2 separate regions of the Mus musculus genome follow, and region 1 is linked to region 2. The links are chromatin contacts, called in public promoter capture Hi-C maps. All regions are on one chromosome and are shown on one strand. Each heading gives the region's core, a stretch centred on a gene start, on an enhancer-like site or on the middle of the called end of the contact. The rest is flanking DNA. Distances are from core to core; before and after follow the strand shown.

The links. Promoter capture Hi-C pulls out the DNA fragments that hold promoters and counts their contacts.
Region 1: a promoter capture Hi-C map of embryonic stem cells shows a contact between it and region 2, with 4 times the contacts expected there. The contact joins the promoter of Notch3 here to the promoter of Pde9a in region 2. A contact is called at or near these places in 2 of 39 promoter capture datasets (embryonic stem cells and liver).

Annotation. Positions count from the first base shown.
Region 1 is chr17:32,163,113-32,168,241 of GRCm38.p6, forward strand. It overlaps Notch3 (notch 3), which reads right to left and starts at 3,778. Exons shown (of 33, transcript NM_008716.3): 1 at 3,564-3,778; 2 at 1,051-1,132. The coding sequence starts at 3,681.
Region 2 is chr17:31,384,637-31,389,912 of GRCm38.p6, forward strand. Pde9a (phosphodiesterase 9A) reads left to right here and starts at 1,598. Exons shown (of 19, transcript NM_008804.4): 1 at 1,598-1,720. The coding sequence starts at 1,652.

The DNA.
Region 1 (5,129 bases), core at 2,528-5,027, 780 kb after region 2:
TTTCCCTCCAACCCAGGGCTTTGTATGTACTGGGCAAACACCATTGAAATCTCCAGTCGTCAAAAGGTTTCAAAAGTTTCTCTTATTTTTAATATAGTTTTGATTTTTATTACATTATCTGTGTGTGTATGTATTCATGCAGAGGCCAGAGAACAACTTGCCGAGATTAGTTCTCTCTTTCCATCTTTTGGGTCCCCAGGACTTAACTCAGGTTGTCCAGTTTGGCAGCAAGTGCCTTTACCTACTAAGCTCTCAGCTGCCCCAGCCCCCTTTAGAAAACAAAACATTGAGACAAGCTCACTCTGTGAGAGCCCAGACTGCCCTGGAACTGTACGGAATGACCTCCTGCTTCTGCTGGGAAATACAAGCGTAAGCCCAGTTAAAGGTCCTTTTCAAATCTTTACAGTCAACCTCATGAAAGAAAAGCCATTGTAGATGCAAAAGTGGCTGGGAAGGTCCCCAGCACTTGCTCGAGATGTCCCAGAATCTAGAGTTCTGCCTGCCTCTGGTAGCTCCCAAACCCTCCTCCTCTTCTCTAACTTTCTGCATTTCCCAAATAATTCTTGGGTCCCTTCCTGCACAGTCACAGGCCAGGGAAAGCACTCCTGCTTCACAGATGCCGTGAGGTTCAGAAAAGAGAAATGACTAACCAAAGGTCATACAAACTAGAACAAAATAAAACAGGGCTCTAAAATAGGTCTCCTGGGTGCCTCCTGTATTCTGACATATGGGAGGGCATGGACGTCCTTGTCACTGTCAAGCCACTGTCATTGGCCTTGGAAATCAATCTTTTATTCCAGAGCACTGTGACTTAACGAACTGGTTAAGTCTCAGACACTTAGCAAGATGATGCGGGATTTGAACCCAAGCCAGAGAGACACCAGAGCTTCTGCTCTTAAAGCTGTCTGATTCCCTATGGGGAAACACAAGAGGTTACCGAAGCCACACACATGGAGGAAGTGATACCAGCATCCCCCAGGAGACTCAGAGGCAGAGGACCTATTCCCTCCCCACACAGGGCCCACTGATGGCGCTGGGCCAGACACTCACAGGCAAGCAGCCTCCAGGGAGGGCTGCTGGTGGGTGCACCGACCTCCATTTGCACATGGGCTTCCATCCAGACAAGGGGGTGCTGTGTGGGGGCAAAAGAAGGTGGGGAGGTCAGACAGGCACACAGAACCCCAAATCAGACCCTCCCCTCCTGTCTGCCAGGCAACAGCTGCACTGGGCTAGGAGGGTATCTGTGTGGGTACTAAGAGGCCCCCTATCTACAGTTCCCACGGCCCCCCACCCCAGCCCCAGCTGTTGGGGCTGCAGCTGTCCCTGCCAGCTCAAGCCCTGGGAACCACAAGGCAGGGGTGAGAAGGAGGAGTTGACTTGTGCCAGATGTGTGGGCTCAGGAAGTTGCCTTGACTAGGATGTGCACAACAGAGAAAAGGCACAGAGTAGGAAGTAAAGATGCTGAGTGTTAAAGGGGATCTGCAGCTTCAAGCCCATGTCTTGGGTAGATGGAGAAGGCAGGCAGTGTTGAGCCTGTGTCTACTGTAGTCCCTGCTAGCTCTTGAAAGAGTAGGCAAAGCGTACACCTAGGAGGAACCAACAGCAGCCATAGAGAGGTGGTTTTGGGTACTAGATGGATAGGCTATGGAGTGTAAGGGAGAGAACTGGTGCAAGATATGTGCTGCCCTGTCCAGTGTCCCCATCCCTCAGGGTTGTATCCCACTTTGGGTGTGGCAGTCTTGCCAGATGGTGAGAGGTGTGGCCAGGTCTGAGCTGGTGGAGAATTATGTGCTCAGACAGGTGTGGGCCCCTGTAGAAGTTTTGTTCCTCAGAGAGAGAAGGAAAGGAGATTGGGGGAGAATTGAGAAATAGGGACAGACAGAAACTGAAAGGAGAAACCAACCAAAAAAAAAAAAAAAAAAAAAAAAAAAAAAAAAACAGAGACAGTAAAAGGATGAGTTAAGAATGAAGGACCTATTCAATTTTGTGACATCACACTAGAAGCTGTATGGGGGGGGGGGAGAACACAACCATGTGAGCTCTGTGTGTGTGTGTGTGTGTGTGTACATATGCCTGTGAGTTTGTGTGACAGTCTGTGTATTAGGCCACTATATTACTAATAGTGACTAATAGTGCATGTGCTTGGTACCATGCTGGTATCTTCAAACAGCATAGCCTTGTACACCATGTGCACACGAGCTGCATGCACTGTGCATCCATCTATATGAACAGCAGTATTCAAGCATACAGCTGTGTGGCCACTGGTGTGCTTGTCTGGGTCATGGATTGGCAGCTATAAATGTGACCTTGAACATGAATGCCTAGCAGGTCTTGGGTGACCTATGCCTGAATGCACATCAACATGTGAGCAGCAAACACATAGGTGTGTCTTGTGTGTGCCAAGTGTGCATCTATGGCTGTACTAAACCTGTGCACATGCATTTTTTTCCCTTTCTATGTGTGACAGGCCATGAGTCTGCACTGGCCCCGCGGGGGCGGTGGCTCCTGCCCAGTCCTGCCTAGTAGAGCCTAGAGGCTAAGCCACTCTCTATGCAACTCTCACCCGGCCCAGCACTGAGTCCCACCATAGGAGCCCTAGAACCCCTGGCCACAGCCAACTGCCTATGCCCCTCCCCCGCTGATCAGGCCTCCCGGGGCAGGGGTGGGGGCGCCCCCTCAGTCCCCGCTCTGGCCCTTCGTGGGTCCCGCTTTGTCTGGCAAAGAAAGCGTGAGGCCGGCCGGGGGGAGGGGGTGTCTAGACGGCGAAGCCATTGTCCCGAGCGGGGGAGGGGAGCTCAGAGTGGAGGAAGAGGGGAGGGGGGCCCAGGCATGCTGGGGAGGGGCTGCGGCCACAGGGATGGGGGCCCAGAAGCTGGAGATGAGCACGTGGACCTCGCCCCTTCTCCTCCCGGCACAGAGACGGGGTCCCGAGACTACGGGATCCCGGCGGCCTGAAGAGGGATCGGGCGGCACGCGGGGGAGGGGGCGCGGGCTTCGCAAGGGCTCCAGCTCCTGCTTCTCGCGCTCCAGCGCCGGGTCTTGCAGCTCTCCAACATGAGACGTTTTCTCCGAGTTCAGAGCTCCGAGAACTCCGCGCCCCCTCCTTGTCCCCCCCCCCCCTTCACGGCCCGCCCGGGATAGGGGAGGCGCTTTTGTGCAAGGGGTCCTAGGCCTTGGGGGGTCCTTGAGCCCCCATCCTAACCTTCCCAGGACTCCAGGCAGAAGTAGGATGGGGTGAGCCTGAAACTTTTGGTACACCTCGCTTCCGAATTTCAGCCCCAGATTCCCACAACTCCAGCTCCTACTCTTGGACTCTTGATTCATTCAAGGGTCTCGATTCCTTGGGCCTCTAGGATCCTGCCTTCCCATCATGAATCTGTGCGAACCCCATGACTGATACACACCCCCAGCTGCTGCATCTCTGCCCCGGCTTTAATCCTGGGGGGGCAGGTCCTCTAAATTCCAAACTTAGGAGAATATATATATATATATATATACTTTTTTTTTTTTGCTTCCCCGCCCCTGCAACCCCAGTCCCACCCTCCGAGTCCCTGATCCCTCACCTGCAGCCCCCAGCCCCGCTAGCAGCAGCAGCAGGGGCAGCGCCCGCATGGGCGGTGGTGGCGGTGGCAAGGCCATCAGGCGACGACGGCGGCGGCGGCCCCGGGCCCCCAGCCCCATGGCGGCCGGCCACGACCCTCCCTCCTCCCTCCTCCCTCTTTCCCAGGGCTCCGGGCACGTCCCGGGCCAGCCTCCGCGCCGCCAACTTCGCCGAAGTGAGGCTGTCGGGCTGCCCCGCCCCCAGGCCTGGGCGGCTCGCCCCGCCCCGGGGCCGGCTCTGAGCGCCCCCGCCCCCTGCCCGGCCTCCTGGGGTCCGACCCTTCTACCCGCCAAGCCTGGGACTTGCAGACCTCGGTACACTCAGGTCTGCCACAAGAGATGCGGGCTTAACCTGCGTGACGTGACAGGTATCCAGCTCGTGAGCACATCCATCCTTATCCTCCAGCACACAACCAAAGCCAGGGCTCACACACACAGTCATGACACAAACGCAAACACCCCTGACTCCAAACCCTCTAAACCTGGGTGTAGAGAGGCCAATGAACAAAAGTAGCCGCACCCATGCAAACCATATAGAAGTTTCATGGGGACACTAAACATCAATCACCTCAAAACTCAGGCTCCAACTGCGCCACAAACCCGGGCGGGCAGCATTTACAATCTGGCCAGGGGTTTCGTGGATATGAGTCTCATGTACCTGTGTGCAGCTCTCCTACAATGTGAAGATCACAAAGGTCTACCGAAGAGGGAAAGGTGCTTGCTGCCAATCACAGACACCCGAGTTCAATTCCTGGGCCTCCCATGCTAAAATAAAAAAACCAACACATACATTGTCTTCTGACTGCCACATGTACCCCGTGATACACATGCACTCCTACACACACTGTGCTCGAATGCTTGCACGCACGCGCGCGCACACACACACACACACACACACACACACACGCTTATGTGCGCAAGAAATAAGATAAAATACTTTGTAAAAAAAATCCACACCAGCTCCTAGCACATCCCACACTCTACATGGTTTTACCATGAGGCCTATCATTTCGTTGCCATTCACTGAGTTTTACATCCAGGAGACCTGCAAAGGCTCTGAACACTCCCTCTGTGTGAAGTGAGAATGGAAGCTCTAGAGGTGCATTCAGGGGAAATCTCAGGAGTCGGGTGAAGGGTGCCGTTCTTGAACATCTCCATCACTAGGAGACCAAAGGACTGAAACAGAGGACCCATATAATCCTGGAAGGGCATACACAGACACTCCTGTAGTGGGAGGAGAGAACAACTTCCACAAGTTGTCCTCTGATCTCTACATTGTAGAGGGCCCATCTCCCCTCCCTGCCGCGCCCCCCCCCCCAACTGGCTACATAATAAATAAGTGTATTTTTGTTAATTGGGGAAGATGTCATGGTTCACACGGTCTCCAGAGGCAAAGGCAGATAGATCTGTGAATTCAAAGCCAGCCTGGTCTACCTAGCAAATTCCAGGACAGTCACGGATACACTTTTTAAAGATTTATTTGTGTGTGTGTGTTTCTCTGTGTGTGTGTGTGTGTGTGTGTGTGTGTG
Region 2 (5,276 bases), core at 348-2,847:
GCCTGTAGGTGGAAGATGGCTATCTCCTTCACCTTGTGAGTCCTCAGAGTGGGCGTAGCAGGGATCCCAAGCCTCCTACATCCTCGGGGATACGGGCTGCTGCTTTTGGGTCTCTCCCAGCGGAGGAGAGTAAGGGTATCTATGCTTCTAATGCATGCTGCTTTTGGAAGTCCCCGGCTTCATCCCTGCTCTGGACTCCAATAGCGCTGGAGCATTTTGGCAAGGCCAATGACCATCCACCAGGTGAAAACCAGAAAGGCCAAATGAGGGAAGGAAAAGGCCATGGACCAGGCTGTTTGGTGAGGCTGGTTCCTCTCAGGCCCATAGGATAAGGAGCCCCAGGCATTCTCAGCCAGCACAAGCCAGACAGCAGCAGATGGGCAGTGTGGCTGGAAATCCACTCAAGACAAACAATAGGCGCCTTCTCCAGCGGTTTGACAGCGGCTTCCAAGAGCAACAAGCAGCAGAGCCCCTCCTCCAGCTGTTCCCACAAGGAAAGCCCCAGAGAGTCATTTGTGTCCAGAGGCCAAGGAGACCTGAAATTCTCTCCCTTCAGGCTTACCATGTGCCCCCCAATCCCCATGAAAAATAGCAAAAGTATATGTGAGTGTTGTGGGGGCGTTGGTAAGGGAAGTGCTGCATCTAACAGATAGTTGACTGGGCAACCTTCCCTCTGCTTAAAGGGCAGGAACGGGGCTGCCCGGTCAACTCCAGGTGGAGGGAAACAGCCTTCCCGGCCCTTCCAGGAATGCACAGGCTGCTTGGGGAAGGAACTTTCCCCACTTCCGATTCAAATTAAGTGAGGGTGGCCTTTACTGCAGGATGGGGGTGTGTAAAAGGGGAGGGTGTAGTAGGGGGGAGGGAGAGCTGATTTCCCAGCACTTTGGGCCACAGCCACAGCTCTCAGCCCAATGACTGCTGTTAACTGACTGGTGTCTGTCTATAGGGGTGATCTCTGATCACCCTAAAGGGCACAGTGGGCATGTATGAAGGGGACCTTAGAAACAGGCTGTCAAGGTGACAGGAATCAAAGGAGAAGATGGGGAGGGGAGGGGATGGGGAGGGATAGAAAAGAAAGAGAGGGCCGGAGGAGGGAGGTGGGGAAGAGAGATGAGAGAGTGGGAAGGGACCCTAGGTGAGGAAAAGGGAGAAAGAAGGGGAGAGGGGGAAGGGAAAAGGTGGCAGAAAGGGAAGCAGGGTAGGGGAAGGAAAAGAAGGGGCGAGAGAACGGAATAGAGGAAGGTGGGCAGAGAAAGCAGGAGGAGGTGGGAGGGAGAAAGAGGAGAGCCTGGGAGACAGGAATAATGGGGGAAAGGCTGGGAGGGAGGGGGCAGACATGGGAGAGTGAGGAGAAAGGGTGGGGACGAAGGAGCTGAGCATGAGTGAGGAGGGGGAGAGGCGTTTGGGAGGAGCCTTGGAGAGAAAGGAGGAGGATGGAGAAGGGGAGGGATTGAAGAAGGGAAGGGAAGGGAGAGGAGGGGATGGAAGGGCGGGGCGGGCCAGCGCCGTGGGAGGAGGGGCGTGTGGAGGCCGCGAGCTGCCAGCTCTGGTTGGCTGGCCGCCCCCGCCCCTCCCCCCGCCCCCGCCCTCCCGGCGCGGCGGCCGCGGCGAGAAAGTAAGGTGAAAAAGTCCAAGTGCAGCTGCGGGCGCGATGGGGGCCGGCTCCTCAAGCTACCGGCCCAAGGCCATCTACCTAGACATCGATGGACGCATCCAGAAGGTACCCCGATCCCCCTCCCTCCGAGGCCTCCGTGCGCCCTAATAGGCGCAGGTGTCCCCACCGCGGGCTCGGAGCCCACGGATCAAGCTGATCTTGGCGGCTCGCCCCGGGAGGTACGGCAGCCTGCGGTGCAGACCCGCGGGGCCGGTTCCAGGTGGAGGGTGACAGTCTTGAGGGGGATCCTGCCTCTGCACCCTGTGGCCTCGCGGCGACTGAAGGGACCCGCTTTTGACTGTGCCGTACGCTGTCCTCCCAACCAACTTGAGCCACGTAGGAGTGCGGTTCGCCACAGACCCTTTTTGTTCATGGCCCTCCCCAGCCCTTCTAAAGACCCTTCTCTGGGCACAGAGTGCCCTTGACTTCTGTTGATTTTGACAAAGGGACAATGGGCAAGCTGGCCTGGAGGACGGTTGGGGAAGGGGGTGTCTCATTAGCTCCTCCTAAAGTGCCTATGGAAACGCCTTTTTTTGTGGGGGGAAATTGCACCCGGACATCTCAGGAAAGTCGGGCAGCTTGCTGTGGACTCAGCAAAGGAAGCTAAGGAGGGTTGCCTGCTGGGTGTGGGCCCTCCTTTCTCAGGTGTGCGCTCTCTTAGCTAGCTGGCTGGTTTGCTTCCCCAGTAGGAGAAACCTACCTTCCTCAGCCTGATCCTGGGAAAATGGGAAGTCCCATCCCTCCTCCAAGGTGGGCCCTTTGATAGGCTCGGTGACTTGGGGTGGCCTGAGAGGCACCTTCAAGCATCACTGCTCAGCTTCTTACTTAAGCAGGAAGGGCAGGTGCAGGCTCTGACTCCAAAGGCACAACTACAGAGATTTAACAGCCGCCCCTTCCAGAGGAAGGAAGGGCTCTCCTTGTGTGTCTTCCTGCTTCAGTCCACACGAGCACAGATGTGTTCATGCATGTATGCACAGTGTGTATACAAAGCACATATCTGTACACATACATTTCCCCCATCCCACTAAATGAGAATTTATTAAAGCTTTTTGTTTTGTTTTAATTTTGGCGCAAGGGATGGGCTTCATGCATATGAGGCAAACTCTTTGTCATTAAGCCATATTGCTGGACTTCTTTGAGCTCTTTAAAGAGGAAAGAGAAGGTGTCACCTGTTCGGCAGTGGTAGGTCCTTCCTAAATTCTCCTCAAAGGTCCTCAAAGAGCTGCTCAGCAATGCACGGAAAGTAGAAGAAAGGTTTAGGCCCTCCTGATCAGACTGGTCTGTCACTGTGGGGAAGGTGGGCTTTTCCAGTGGACATACCTGAACTTGGGTAATCTCTGGAAAGGTCACCTATAAGCCAAGCCTGGGATGGGTGGGGACAGGTACCTACACTAGGCTAGAAAGACATAGCCCTGGGTGGAGGCAGACCTGATGTGGGTGCTGGCTCTGCAGTTCTGGGCTCCTCTGGCTGGCATTCCTCTCTGTGATGGGATCGTCGTATCTGTTTTATAGACTGTAATGAGAGTAAATGGGAGATAGAAACAGTGCCTGGAACATTGCAGAACACAAGAGGCATTATTCTCCTCTCAGTCTCTGTCTGTTCATAAACATCTTTGTACTCACACCAGGAAGGAGAGGCTGGTGGAGCAAGCGGGGCCTCCACCCTGTCACTGTGGTCAGCTCATCACTGATCCTGGGCACTCTGTCTTTAGCACTGGGTGCTGAGGTGAACCTTTCCCCTAGTGACAGCCAAGTCTTCGGGTTTCTCTGTGTCTGTGTCCTTTTCTTAGACTCCACACCCTGCACCCCTGCACCCCTGCACCCATCCATATTGAAGGGCCCTTGTACACCAGTGCAAATGTTTCCTCTTCCTAGGTGCTGGGCACATCTGAAAGTTCCCAGCGTGCAACTGTTCCTGGTTTGCATTTACTCACTCCATCTCCTCTCCGTGGGAGGTCAAGAAGCCAGCCACTATTGCTTCCCCAGAGAAGGCTTGGGATGTTATAAGGCTATACGTTGCTTTCTATCATCGTGGTGAGGAGCTTGCCCATGGCTCCTGCCAACTCCTGGTCATCACTGCTTCAGGCAGACAAGGCTTTTGCCAGTGTTTGCCTGCCCGGCAAAGCTCAGGGAGAAGACTCCAGGCCCTCTTGGTCGTACCAGGGTGGGACTCAAAGGGACCAGTGTGAGCTGCTTGGTGCTGCTTTTTATGTATGGAGACAATTCCAGATGCACCCAGCGCCCAGCTTTCTTCAACAGGGATGACAGCAAGAATTTTTTTTGGGGGGGGTGGATTCTAGCTTCTATCGCTGGGGCATTTCATGTACAAGATAGGAGAGCCCCAAGGACTTGCCCTCCTAAACCCTACGTAAAATCTGTAGGGTCCTTAGGTGGGTGGACACCATGCGTCCTCAGGGTCTCACTTCCAGGGACCTTCACTTCCCATCTTGCTTAGGTTAGTTGCTGCGTCTGTTTTCTCAGCTGTGAAGTGAGGGTAGGGGTGGGCATGCAGTCCAGGTAGCCAGAGAGCCACACACGCCCTAAAGTTGGATGTTGGAGGTTAGGGACCAGCAAAATGGAGATACTCAAGGTACTGCATTAGCCTGTATGAGCCATCACTGCCCCTCTGACCTGGGGATGGCAGGCTCACCAATGGTAGGTACTGTAAGTTATTTCCAGGTGGCTAACATGTTACAGAAGGACATAACAGGGTCTGTATTACTGATGGGACCTCATGGATTGGCGTCCTTCCTTTGTAAAGATAGGGAAGGCTCCCATCATGTAGACCCAGAAGCCTTTAGGGTATACTGGGTTAAAGTCTTCCAAGTGGCCAAGGGGCAGTGTGGCCCTACATTACTGTCCCACTGTTCCTAGGCTCGCCAGGATGCACAGATGAGAACCAAGAGACCCTCAAGGAAGCTGTTAAAGAAGCAGGGAGTTGGGGCCCGGGTGTGCTCTCTAGAGAGGAGGCCTCCTCTGTCTTTGCTCTGAGAAATCTCTATGCCCTTTCTTAGTTTTCTACTTGAGGGGGAGGGGAGGTTCATACCCCCAGACCTCAGTACTTGGTCCTTTATCTTGTCTGCAGAGGACGAGAACACTGAGCATTCCCACTTAGGGATGACAACTATGAGGCACTTTAAACCAGGGAGCCAGAGAGCCCCTGCCTGGTAGCTTCACCAGATCTGGGTTTGCAGACTTGGGGGGGGGAGCATAAGAGGCCTTTGGGGGGGCCTCAGGCCAACTGGCCTTGGGTTGGTTGAAAAGCCAGTGGCTGAGCAAGGGGGATGCTTGGAAGCCTTTGTTGGAGCCTGGCCCTGGGCCCTGGTCTGGTAATGCCTCTCCTTAAGCTGCCTGTGGCTTTGTTCCAGCCCATCTCTGCAGCTGGAACCCTGGTCTTACTATGGAAACAGCCACTTGAGTTTTGCTGAGCTGTTTCTGTTTGAAATGGGAAAAGCCACAGGCAGGGCACAGTAGCAGCATGAAGAAGCTGGTCAGTACCCCTGGTTTAGAAATGGTCTGTCTCTGGGGATGTGGCTGCCTGGCCTTTGTCCTGCCAGAGTGCAGAGCTCAAGGTGCCAAGGCCTGCTTGGGGCTTGGCACCACACTCCTGGGCTCCACCTAC